Linked DNA regions of Lactuca sativa: region 1 is linked to region 2. Evidence: chromatin contacts called from public Hi-C data. All regions are on one chromosome and are shown on one strand. Each heading gives the region's core, a stretch centred on a gene start, on an enhancer-like site or on the middle of the called end of the contact. The rest is flanking DNA. Distances are from core to core; before and after follow the strand shown. Region 1 holds the start of LOC111918385 (protein OXIDATIVE STRESS 3). Region 2 holds the start of LOC111918384 (profilin-1).

The links. A called contact is a pair of places that touch in the nucleus more often than the background predicts.
Region 1: a contact with region 2 is called in a Hi-C map of leaf, with 7 times the contacts expected there. The contact joins the promoter of LOC111918385 here to the promoter of LOC111918384 in region 2. A contact is called at or near these places in 2 of 4 Hi-C or Micro-C datasets (leaf and seed).

What each region holds. Positions count from the first base shown.
Region 1 is chr8:135,690,200-135,696,638 of Lsat_Salinas_v11, forward strand. It overlaps LOC111918385 (protein OXIDATIVE STRESS 3), which reads left to right and starts at 1,780. Exons shown (of 2, transcript XM_023914060.3): 1 at 1,780-2,306; 2 at 2,462-3,081. The coding sequence starts at 2,056. The coding sequence ends at 2,726.
Region 2 is chr8:135,475,556-135,482,535 of Lsat_Salinas_v11, forward strand. It overlaps LOC111918384 (profilin-1), which reads left to right and starts at 5,336. Exons shown (of 3, transcript XM_023914059.3): 1 at 5,336-5,576; 2 at 5,868-6,005; 3 at 6,101-6,398. The coding sequence starts at 5,454. The coding sequence ends at 6,235.

The sequences.
Region 1 (6,439 bases), core at 530-3,029, 210 kb after region 2:
TTAAAAAATTTAATATTTTTTTTAAAATGAAATTAAAAAGAAAACTCATAGGCATGACACTATAATTCGTAGGTAAAAAATGTGAAAATTATAAAAATCTAAATAACGCCTACGTGACGTCGTAAGAAAAACATAGCATCCTTTAGCCTTAGAGTGATTTTGTATTATTATAAATTTCATATAAGAATGATAAGATTAAAAGTACGATAATTATGGATCGAAACCTCAAGTCAAAAGTCATAGATGAGCCTTTGAACCAAGGTGACCAGGCAATTGCAACCATGTCAAATTCACAACCACATAAAACTAAGATGTATTAGCCAATTTATATCCATTAATTTATGTGGCTGAGATTGCTATGAGTATAATTTTAAATTGTTAAATAAAATGATTAAAAACACCATTTCATCATTTGGGATGGTAACAAAACAAATACAAAACAAAAGATCGTGTTAATGCGCTAGTGATGTATTTTGTATCCATTTTCACGTATTCTTTTGTTTTTTGTTCCCCTTCCAACTTTGGAATTGGATCTAATTTATGCCGATGACTTGATGGCATGTTCATTCCGGCACAATTGATGAGGAATAGAAAATTGTTGTCACAAAGTAATATGAAATTCAATGAATTTTTTACTAATTTTGCTTTATTTGATTGTTGTATAAACATTATATCGCACATAAATTGTTTGATAATTTATTGTGGTTTGGTATTATTAAAAAACATATTGAGTAAATTAAAGTGTTTAAAAATGATAAATTATATCATTTGGACAGCCAATGACGAACCCTCATATATGAAGCCCTATCACGTGATAGTAAATCTCAAAGCACTAACAATATTCAATATTTTAAATGTACCATGTATTTAACCTTAATAATTTTTGTGGTTCCAAACACTAGAAGTCTAGAAACTCATCATATGGACAAAAAAAATGTTTATTGTCTTAAGTAATCAGTGATAAATTATTTCTTTCTAACTTATTTAAACGTGATTATAACTTCTTTGAAAATGTTTATTATATGTGAAAACTAATTTACTATTTACTGATATTTTAACCCTAAAAATCATATAGATCATTGCCTTTGATCAACAATATACATACCAATTTATATTTATTCATGATCACCAATATACATATCAATTTACATTTTTAGCATTGTTTTTTTATGTCATTTTATTTATACAAACAAAATTTGTTGAACACTAAAATAAAATTTATTAATTTATTTTGTTTTGATACCATATATATATTAACTCAAACATATATATTTTTAAAACTCTTTTAATCCCATATAAACTACTAACCACACTTCAAAACATAAGGTGTTTTTAAAAGAATAAATCCCGAACACCCTCATAATGTAGTCATATATGTGTGGAAAGTGTAAAAACCAAAGACTTTGGGTGATGTAGTGGAAATTTGAGAAAAGGGAAAAAGTGAAGGAAAGTGTGGGGTGTAAAAGAGTGCATATGAAAGAGACCAAAGTGGCCATAAGTGGAAGGTTTGTTTGGTGACTAGATGTGGATGAATTCTTATCCTATTCCTAGTTCCTAGTACCATTTACAAAAAAATTTGAACCATACACGAAGTATGGGTGGCAACTCCAAGGATAAAACCAAGTAACATGGACCCATTCAACATTATCTACCACTTTTGCCCTTTCAGTATTTGAATCTCTATGTTATATTTTTAAAATCCACGTTTATTATGCATTCACATGTATATGTTATGGCTTGGTATACCTTATCCATACAAAAGGAAGTATAATCATAATTTTCAACTTAAAGTTTTTATATTTGAAATAGTTTCGGAATAACTTGTACATCATGTTATAAAAGCTATACAATTGTTATGATCTTGAAAAAGCGACATTCAAAAGAAAGGTTTATACTTTATAGTTTATACCTTATCTATGCCACGTATATCCTCTATATATATGTTCCCTCAAACACATGCCATTTTCAAGAATCTGTGCTTCATAGTTCATACTCTTTCTAACTTGTTTCCAAAAGGTTTCTTTCTTTTTTATCAAGATTTGATCATAGCACAAGATGGGTGAGATTGAGAAAAGTAAGATATGTCAAGATATGGGATTCAAAAAGAATGATGCTCAATGGGTTTTAATGGAAGCTAAAGATGATGTTTGCAAGTATGGCCTTATGGAATCGGATTCAGAGGATTTATCTTTCGAGTCATCTTCTTCATCGGAAATGATAGATGATGCATCTTCATCATCTTCGTCTTCATCTTCATGTGGTCCTTTGTTCGAACTATCTGAACTCATGGCACAACTACCTATTAAGTAAGTAACTCCAACCTTTTTTAAAATTTTATGACTTGGGTATCAAGAAAAGATCGTTCAAGTTCAACCTTTGGTGTTCTAAGGGGTGTATAGTACATCCCTCGATGTAAATGTTACAATATTAGATTGCTTATATGATCACTTGTATTATGTAGGAGGGGCATATCAAAGTTTTATCAAGGGAAGTCCGAATCATTTGCATCACTAACAAGTGTGCAAAGCATTGAAGATCTTGCAAAGAAAGGGAAGTATTGTTGTAGATCAAGAAGGTCAATGAAAACCTATGGAGGTGGTTTAGACGGTCAAAGTCAAAGATTAAGTCCAAAAGCCACCATAGCCAAGAACAAGAAGGGTTCTTCAACTGCTAGGACATCAATATTTTCTTCACTAGGAGAAATGAGTTCTTTATTGGCTAATTAACTTTAATACTTTTTAGCCTTTGGTACAAATTATGGCTACCCATCGGATCGAGGTTTTTTCAATCTTCCTTTTTGAGGATTGTTATTTAATCATTTGGGTATATTAGGGTTTCTTTTTTATATATTTTTGGTTCTTGTTTTATCAAAATTGTACCTGAATGTAGTTTTTTTAAACGGCAAGACAGTTGTTTGCAGATATCTCATGAAACTACACGTTTATGTAGTTGGGATATATGTTTTGTTACTTTTTATCGTGATAAACATATTTGAAGTCTTGTACATCTATGTATAGTGTATTGATACTGTTGTTTTAAATCATACGATAATTATATCTGGATAAGCTTAAGCTTTGTTTCTGTATGTTGTCAAATTACGAGATCGCTTTTTGTTTAGATAAATATCAAATAGTAGGATTTGAAATTAATGTCCTTAGATCGTCACGAATAACCTAGACAACGTAAACAAACCCAACCCGATGATGGAAGAGATTAGCAGTTGAGACCAAATAATAAAGAATGTGATATAGAAGAATTGTTTATTTTACAAAATCAATTCTAAAAAGTAAAAACTCTCTCCAAACCTTAATCATAGTTTGAAAATGATGAGGGGAAATTTTTACAGTATGTTTGTAGTAATAGCAGGTTTACTTTTTGAGATTTTTTTATGATTATGTTTGATAAATCGAAAATAACTTACAAACTCTTCTTTTAATAAAAGAAAAAAAAACTATTTATTAGTGTTTGATTAATGGGTTTTCATGTAATTTGATTAGAACTAGGAAAGAGTCATGGGTTAGAAAAAATCTAGAGTTTTGTCATTTCCATATAAAAGAAGTGATGATAGCAACCAAAAGCATGTGACAAAGAAGAATTCCAAGAGTGTAAACCAGGAAAACATTAAGAAAAATCAATGAAAAGGGTTAATTTTGTCAATGAATTCTTATGCGGCTGTATTTTTGACCTTGTAATTCCTCTTATCCTAATTCTAATTGCAGCTGAAGCAAAGGAACCAAAACCTTCCAAAATACAAGGGTAAGAATGTATGAAGTCTACATTTGAAATAATCATTAGTTTCTTGTGCATTGTCAACTTCTTGAAGTGGCTTTGTCTATATTTTAGAGATATGGTAAAAATATTTATGTTCCGTATTGTAGACTTGAAGCTCCACGATAGAATTCTATATCTGCTTCCTTCATTTTATTGTATTCTTCAAGGTCAACATCTATCTAGTATGTGTCATGCAACATTTTCTGAACAATTTTTGTTGTCGCAATGATCTGATAAACCTGTGAAAATGATAATTTATTTGTAGTTAGATTAGACCAAAAAACATGACAGTTAGATGTTTAGCTTTTGTTGTCAAAATGGCATGAAATAACATCAATATTAGAACTAAACCAAAAAGTGTTTTGTACAAATAAAGTCAATATTATAGCAAAATCAAAGCGTTTTGTAACATAGCTCACGATCTAAATGACATGCTATAAAACCAATTTTCTTGGAAAAAACCAACCCAAATAAGTAAACAAACTATTGATCACGTATTGCCTAAATATGTAGAAAAATGAAAGTTGGGTTTGTTGCCTAATTTGGTAAATATGGTAGAGTAAGTTCGGTCCTTTTAGCTTATTCCATGTTTTTGTTTAGCTGACATGGGTTGATGTAGGCTTGTTTACTCTAAAATTCTTGATTTGAGTACAAGTTGAGGCATGCTCAAATTGTTGACTCATTAACACCCTCACTGATGACTCATTCAATCAGGAAAGATCACGCTCATTTTCCTAGATTAGACATCCAAAGCTCTACACTAAACAAAGTGGGACAAGTACAATTGAAAAGAAAGCATGGCAGTAACCATGTATATGATGATATAAATCTCTGGGAACCGGTGAACCATTTTCCATTAAAATATGGTCATTTTGTTCCATTAAAATATACATAAAATTCAAAAAAAAAAAATTCACAAACACATTCAAAACATTCCATAATTCAATATCGAGAAACATAGGGGTAAAAAAGTAAATGTAGTTAGGACTTTTAATAGGTACAATGAATACCTCATTCATTTAAAATGGATAATCCAACAAATATAATCAACCAATGAATTAGGTAAACTAACCTGGAATTAATACCTTAATCGGATCAGGCATTTCATCGAACGCCTTATAGGCATGTTTCTCATCCAAAAGCAGTAACCTTGTTGAGCCTTTCCACTTCCCAAACCTGTACTCAACGTCTCCAACTAACCCATTCAAATCCTCCTGCCCACGTATTCCTAACAGACATAACTACAGGGAGTCTACAAAATGCAAGAACTCGTGAAGTTTCAGCCCCAAGGGCACTTAAGGCTCCTGAAATAGCGAAATGGAACAATCACAACAAAAACAAATGTCATCTGATGGTTTTGGTTAAGCTATTTGAGGTGTGGGAAGGAGAAATCAACAACGAAAGAATATAATATAATAATAAAAAAAATTACCTTACTCCACTTTGGAAGAAGCATATGGCGGTGAAACAGATCCCCCTTTGAATGAGGGTCCACACGTAACAATGGTTTAAAGATTCGGAAAGTGTAAGAACTATTGCTGGAGCAAAACAAACGTCTCAATTAGTTCGGAGAATATTAAAATTCGTCATGAAAGACGAACAATAGAAAAAAAACGATAGCTGATGCACCGACTGTTACCTGGGCGCGAGCACCGCCATTGACTACCCTTTGTGCGGGTATGTGGTGATGGCGGTTGATGTTGCTCTATCGCAGCAACAACAATCGACGTTTAGAAGGGTGGAGAGAAAGGGGTGGGTGGAGAAGAAAAGGCTACATGGCTTCAAAATAAGCAACTTCAAATCAAGGGTTTTTTAATTAGCATATTCGACGGGCAACAGTCTGGATGTAAAATCGATGTTAAGACAGGGGAAAACAGTGAAGCAGGAAGTAGGAAGGTCGGGGACGCTCTGAAAGATGGAGGTGGTGAAAGGGTGACGTGTAGGGTGATGGTGGTGATTGTGAGATGGTCGGATAAGAAATTTTGAGACTTTGAGGATATCGGGGTAGATGAAAGGTAGAAGGCGGTGGAAGGAGTCGGTGCATTGGAAGATAGAGGCGGCTTGAGGATATCGGGATAGATGAAAGGTATAAGGGGGTGGAAGGAGTCGGTGCATCATCTGATTGGAAGACAGAGGAGGCCAGGGAGGAAAAGGTAAACTCCTATGGTGGCAAATCTATGAAGGAAAGAAAGTATGTGCCTAAAGTCAGAATGATAAAAAGTTCCTGCTCAAACGTCCCATGAGATTTAATATATGTATATAATTGCATTTAACTCGTGACTTCGGTGTTTGGTAAAAAAAAGTATGCAAAGTTAGGTTTATGTCATTTTTTGTCATTTAACTTTTGGTTTTGTGTTCATTTGTTCACTTAATTCTTTTTAAGTTTTAAAAGGTCATCAAATTTTTGACTTTGTGTTCATTTAGTCACTTAACTTTTGGTTTGGTCACTTAACTTTTAGATTTGTGTTCATTTAGTCACCTAACTTTTAAAATTGTGCTCATTTAGTCACTAAACTTTTGAAAACATTTAAAAGTTTAGTGACTAAATGAGCACAATTTTAAAAGTTAGGTGACTAAATGTGACCAAACCAAAAGTTAAGTGATAAAATGAGCATAATGCCAAAAGTTTGATAACCTTTTAAAACTTAAAAAGAATTAAATGACTAAA
Region 2 (6,980 bases), core at 4,086-6,585:
TGTAATAAGACTTATATTGTACTGTTTATGCTTTTGATCTGTATCAAAGTGACATCCGAAGTCTTTTAATGAAATACATTTCCTTGGAAATGCTTTTGATAAATCTTTATCATATTTTGTTTTGGGACAAATTCCGCAACACTTTTATTTAAAATGTTACTCTGATTTTCAAACAAAGCATAAACAAAATCAGTCTTTTTCTGGCCGTGAAAATGGGGATGTCACACTTAGATACCAAGATATAACCAGTCTTAAGTGTTCATTTGAATGTCAAATAGTGCATGTTTATTAAGGACTGAAATTTAGTCTTTAGAAAGTTTCATGTACATAGGATAAATTGGTGCAGTTGTATCAATGTCTGATCTTCAGTCCCTAATAAGTTCCTTACACAATCAAAACTGACCCAAGTCTACCAGTGACTGAAATTCAGTCCCTCATAACTTTCCCTCAAAATTCAAAGTTTACGCTAAACTATTTGAGACTGAAATTCAGTCCCTAATGTGTTTCCTAACAAACCTAAACTGACGCAACCAGATTAGGGACTGAATTTTAGTCTAGAATAAGATAGGCCAGCCTTTAATGATTCACACATTAAAATCAGTCCCAGATAATATCTAAGACTAACTAATTAGTCCTACATACATTATATCCAAGACTGATTAATCAATCCCGAATATTTTAGTCACAAAAGCCCTTTTTCTTGTAGTGATCAAGTCAAGTTGTTATGGTGAAGACAACCCAAATGGACCATGCTACTATCAGGTCAAGTACATATCAAATATAGTTATGGGCTTAGAAACCTAATCCAACATGTTTATGGTATGATATTATGTGGTAGTGGTAGGAGGGGTGAAATAGACCATGTAACCAGTTGAAATAAACCGGAGGGTAGGTCGGGCACCCAGATATGCCTGACATAGGTAGGTCGGGCATCCAGGTATGCCTGACAGGGGTAGGTCGGACACCCTGGTATGTCTAACATGGGTAGGTTGAGCATCCAGGTATGCTCAACAGGGTAGGTCGAGCACCCAGATACGCCCGACAATATATTTATTGTATGGTATGTGGTACGATGGGGGAACTCACTAAGCTTCATGCTTACGGTTTTCAGTTTTGGTTTCAGTTACTTCTTCTTCAAAAGGAATGGAGCCGGCATGATTGCATCGCATCACACTCTGATTTTCCGCATATGAGATCTTTGGGAGTTGTACTCTGATATTTTTTTCATGACATATTTTGGTTAATTGACATACTGGTTTTGATATGGATTGGCACTATTGATGTTTTAGACTACTGGTTTTTATAATTACTTATTTGAAAATGAAAATTTTGGCTCCAAATTTTGGAATGTTACAAAAGGTATCCTTTTTTGTCTAAGACCACAAAAATTAATAGATTTCATTTTGAGGTTGAAATCTTCAACACGGTGGTGGCTATGCAACTTATAGAATATCAGGATCGATTTATTGAAACCCCCACCCTAACTACTAGAATACATGGGTGCTTTGAGCCCTTGTGATTCATTTGCACAATTTGACAAATCAAAGTTGTTGAAGTTGGGTAGGTTTTACAAGTATGATTTCGATGATTAAGATATGATAGACCTTGAAGGACAACTTGACATATTTTATCACTCTTGCATCAAAGATGATAGCTTCACTAGTTTGAAAGGAATTTCCGACCTTTCTCATTTGATGGTTAGTACGGGGAAACATCAGTCTTATCCTTTGGTTTATAATCTTTTAAAGTTGATTTTGATATTATCGGTAGTGATCGCAAGTGTAGAAAAATGTTTTTCGAAGATGAAGCTCTTAAAGACCGACTTGTGTAACAAAATTGGCGATGACTTTTTGAACGACGTGTTGCTTTGCTATGTTGGGACCAAGGTTGTAGAACTCGTTACTCGGTACCTGCTCGGCCGACTACTGAGTAGCGAGTACTCAGGAGTACTCGGGGAGTACTCGGATTTGGTAATTCATGTAGAAATACTTTTAGGAAAATTATATATGTCAAAATCATACATTAAAATCATAAGTTGATTGAAACATATAACAAAATTAAATACATGTGAATACACAAAAACTGAAAAACACATAATGGTCTCACTTTGTGAATAATTACTGAAAATTTAAGATATATATGCAGTAATAATCACATGTATGTGTGTTAAATAATAACTCATTAAGTATATTATACATATTAATCACCGAGTTGATCGGGTTTTACAACACTGCTCAGGTCAGTAAGGAGCCGATCAGGGAGTACTCGGGATTTTGTAACTCGCCTCGGTAAGGGGCCGAGTAGCGAGTACTCGGAGGAGTAATCGGCCAACTCGGCGAGTTTTACAACACTGGTTGAGACCAAAGAACTTGTGAAAGTTAAGAATGAAAAAATAATGGAGCGGTTTCAAAAGACGTCGGCACGAAAATGACAATTTTAAATTGTAACAGATCGTTGTTATGTTTTTAACTTTTTATGTAATGGATCGTTTTTTTATTGGACGTAATAAATTATTTTTCGCTTTTATATTATGTTTGGCTGGAGAAAAATCGGCAACACCTACTATCAATTTCTGCGTCCGCCCCTGAGGAGGATTCATATAACGGGAAAAAAAAGACAAACCTTATGAATCTGAAAAATAGCAAAGACTTTTTATAATTTTAGCTATTAACAATTAAGTATTAACATATATTTTTTGAGTAAGTTACATGACTGGTCCTATGGTTTGGGGTAATCTAAACGTTTGATTCCTAATTTTTTTTTTTAACTCAGACGGCCCCTAAAACGTAATTTGGTTGCGTGTTTGGTCTCTGTCGGACCTAAAAAGACTGTATTATCTTTTTTTTTTTTTTAATTTGCTAATTATTTATTTATTAAAAACAAATGGTTCCTCATCTAACAATTTTTTTATTTATTATTATTATTATTATTATTATTATTATTATATAAAATAAACAATATATGAAATTTGCAAACCTAATTTTTCTCTCTCTACCCTAATATACCAGGTGACTCACCCATCACTATGTAACCACCATCACTCCACTCACGCCACCACCATCGTTCTGAAATGAAATTAAAACCAAATCAAAATTTGTAAACGAAATCTACAACCAAAACCAAATTCGAACCTGCAAATAAAAGCAAATCAAAATCTACAACAAAAAAACACATGAAATCCCACCGGAAACCAAAATCAAACCTAAAACTCTACTGTAAAGATTATAAGGTGTTCTTTTTTGGTTAGTTGAATTCGAATCTAGTGGAGAAGGAGGAGAGAAAATAATAATAAGAGAATACGATTTTCTATAGACGACTTAATTGAAGACAAACAACTTTCGACCAAGATTGTCCCCTTTCCTAATCTACCTTATTGTGTGTATTTCCGGTTAACCTAAGGTTAGCACAAACGAGTTGGATTTAAGTAAAACAAGGGATATATTAGACGTGGATACATGGAATTGAAACAAAAGCGGCAAGATTATGGCGTCTTCATTACTAGAGACTAGGGTCGGCAAGGTTGGGGAAGGAAGGTCGCTTCTGGTTCTTAAACGACCACCAGACTCTAGCTACCTCTCTTTCTTCTTATCGGTCTCATACACACCAACACCAAGCTCTGTGCGTTCTATTGGCGCGTGGATTACAGATCCGACAAGATTGGTTGCACCGATAGGTGGAAGAAATCGATGGATGACAAAAGTTAGAGAGAAATAAATTTCACTATGGTGGCCGACAACGATGATGAGAACATTAAGAGATGAGGACACAACAATGGAATTTGACGTTTTTATGGTTGGGTTTAGAAAGAGAGATATTAGGAGGTGAGGTAAGGGTGTAAAGTAGATCCTACTTTGATCATATTTTTAATAAAAAAAATAACAAATAAACAATAAAAAAAATAAAAAAATAAATTAAATAAGGATAATTTAGTCTTTTTATTTATGGAGGGATCCCAACGTCCAACAATAATACATACTAGGGATCATCCAAGTTTCAAAAAAATTAAAGCAAATCTCCAGAAAAGTCCTAAAATTTAATCATAATTTACGAAAAAATCCCAAATTAAATTTTGTTTACGAAAAAACATGAATTACCGGTAAAAATGACGATTTGACTATTTTTTCCGGTTTACCTGTTTTATTACTTACATGTTTCACTAAAGTCTCATTAGTTTACCATAATTTGCGAATAAGTCCCAAAATAAAATTTACTGATGTTTTGGCCATTTGCTCTATGTAACATATACATTTTACCGGTTTCATTGTTGACCCGGACACCTAGTCATTAAATGAGATGATGAGATGGAGATGTTGAGTTATATAATGCTATGTTTAACATAAAACTCGATATCATGATGTATTGTATATCTTTTTGGAACATAAAATGCATCCAACGAAGACTACAATAATTACATAAACTAATAACAATTGCGTTATTTTTTACGTTTATAAGAATATCAAATTGTCTATCTAATCTTATGTAACCTAATATATCCATCTCATCAGACATCAACTCATTTTTCTGCATTTTTTTCTTGAAAACACACATTTTATTGGTTTCATTGCTGACGTAGATACATAATCATAAATGAGCCGATGAGATGGATATCACATTTTACAGTAAATATGATATTATATAACCCATCATATTCATCTTATCAACTAACTTAATGACTAGGTGTCTAAGTCAGCAATGAAACCGATAAAATGTATGTTAAATGAAGAAAATGGCCAAATCATCAGTGAATTTTATTTTGGGACTTATTCGCAAATTAGGGTAAAATAATGAGACTTTAGTAAAACATGTAAGTAATAAAACCGGTAAATCGGAAAAAATGGGTCAAATCGCCATTTTTACCGTTAATTCATGCTTTTTCGTAATCAAATTTTACTTTGGGACTTTTCGTAAATTAGGGTAAAATTTTAGGATTTTTCTGGAGATTTCCCTTCTCCCAAAAATTAAAGACTAAATAGTAATGTTTTAAATAACGTAAGGCGTGACTTGGCAGCAATGTCATGCCTCAAGCTTTTCCGAGATTTAGCGAGTCACGTCGTTTGTAAGACGTGACTTAAGGCGGCAATTTTGTATATAATTAATATTTTTATATGTATTTTCAACTATTATTCTATTTTATACACTTATATGAGTTAAAACGACGTTTTAGTAAAATTTAACGGCAGGTACAAGCCTTGGAGCCATGACAAAATTTTTAGAACTTTAGCCTAATTTACTCTATTTTTTATATTGATAAAATTGAATTTTTTTTTTTAGAAAAAGATAAAATTGAATCAACTAATTATTTTAAAACAAAGATTACACACGCTTAAAATGAGAAATCATCGTGATAAGTGCGTTTCACATTTTCATCGTTTCCGGGCACTCTTTATCTCCTTCCACCCCCGATTGTCGTGGAGGTTTTGCACAATAGTCGAAGTAATAATCGGAATAACAAGATGTCGTGGCAAACTTATGTCGATGATCACTTGATGTGCGAGATCGAATGCAACCACCTCACCGCCGCCGCCATTATCGGCCTCGACGGTAGCATCTGGGCTCAGTCCTCCAACTTCCCTCAGGTTCACTTCCTCTCTCTTCCTCTAACCCACAATTTTCGCTTAATTCAATTCAGTTTTTAGTTCTCGACTAAGGTTCGGATCTGATTCAAATCGCTGCCCTCTGAATTCAGATTTATTGGCTAATTTCTAGTGAAATCCTTGTTTTCTAGTTGACTTTGATCATTTTGAGTTTCAATTATTAAGTTTTCAAGTTTTTTAAGCTGTTAGGATGTGAAATCTTCTAATTAACCTTCGATAAGTAAGGATGAATGACTGAATGAAAATCCATTTTTTTGGGTAATACTGTTGTAGGTCAAGCCAGAGGAAGTTACATGTATCATAAATGACTTCAATGAACCTGGATCACTTGCTCCTACTGGTTTATACCTTGGTGGGACCAAATATATGGTGATTCAAGGCGAAGCAGGATCTGTTATTCGAGGGAAAAAGGTTATAATTAAATCCCCCCTTTTTTTTGGCTTCATAATCGACTGTTTGAACTTGAAAATCAATATGATCTGTTTTTGCAACTATTATTGGTATAGGGATCAGGAGGCGTTACAATTAAGAAGACGGGAATGGCTTTGATCATTGGCTTATATAATGAACCAATGACACCAGGTCAGTGCAACATCATTGTTGAAAGGCTTGGCGATTATCTCATCGATCAAGGCTTTTAATTTGCTTTTTTGTTCTTCAAATTCTTTTTTATCTTTTCCCTTCATTTGTGTGGTTTTTGGTAAATTTATTTCTTTGAATATTGTTTGGGAATGGTGATACTTTGTGAATTCGTTTGTGTACAATTTGTTGTTCACTTGTATATCGTTTGATTCTTATTGACTAGTGAACTTTTTTTTTTCTTGTTTTGTGTTTCATATTTGTAAATAAGAATGTTTTATAAGCATCGGTTAAAATGAAACAACTAAAATTTAGTTTTATTATATTCATATTTACTATGCCATAATTCCATAAACCTCGTGTAACAGAGAAACATTCTGAACAATAAATTTGTTAAATTTATAGCACAAAGTATACGTCAAAAACTACATTTCTGAACAATAAATTTGTTAAATTTATTATGCACTATCTTTGATTGATTCTAAATACATTTGTTGTGTTCCTTATGACAAAACTATAGTTAAGTAGGACACATCAGTTCTTACAAAAGACATGAGTAAATTTGTTGTAATTTGTCAAATATACCACTTACGTACAAAACCTTTTATAAATAGCTTTAAGACCATACATAAGTATACAATACATAAATCTAGCAGTTACAAATAATATTTTAATAAAATGTCGAAAATCCTACGTAAATATAAATAGTCCAACATTTTCAGCATAAAAAATAGTTATTTAACTTTTTATTAATAATTTAATTCGAATTATTGAATTCGTGATAATATTTATAAACTCCCGTGATAT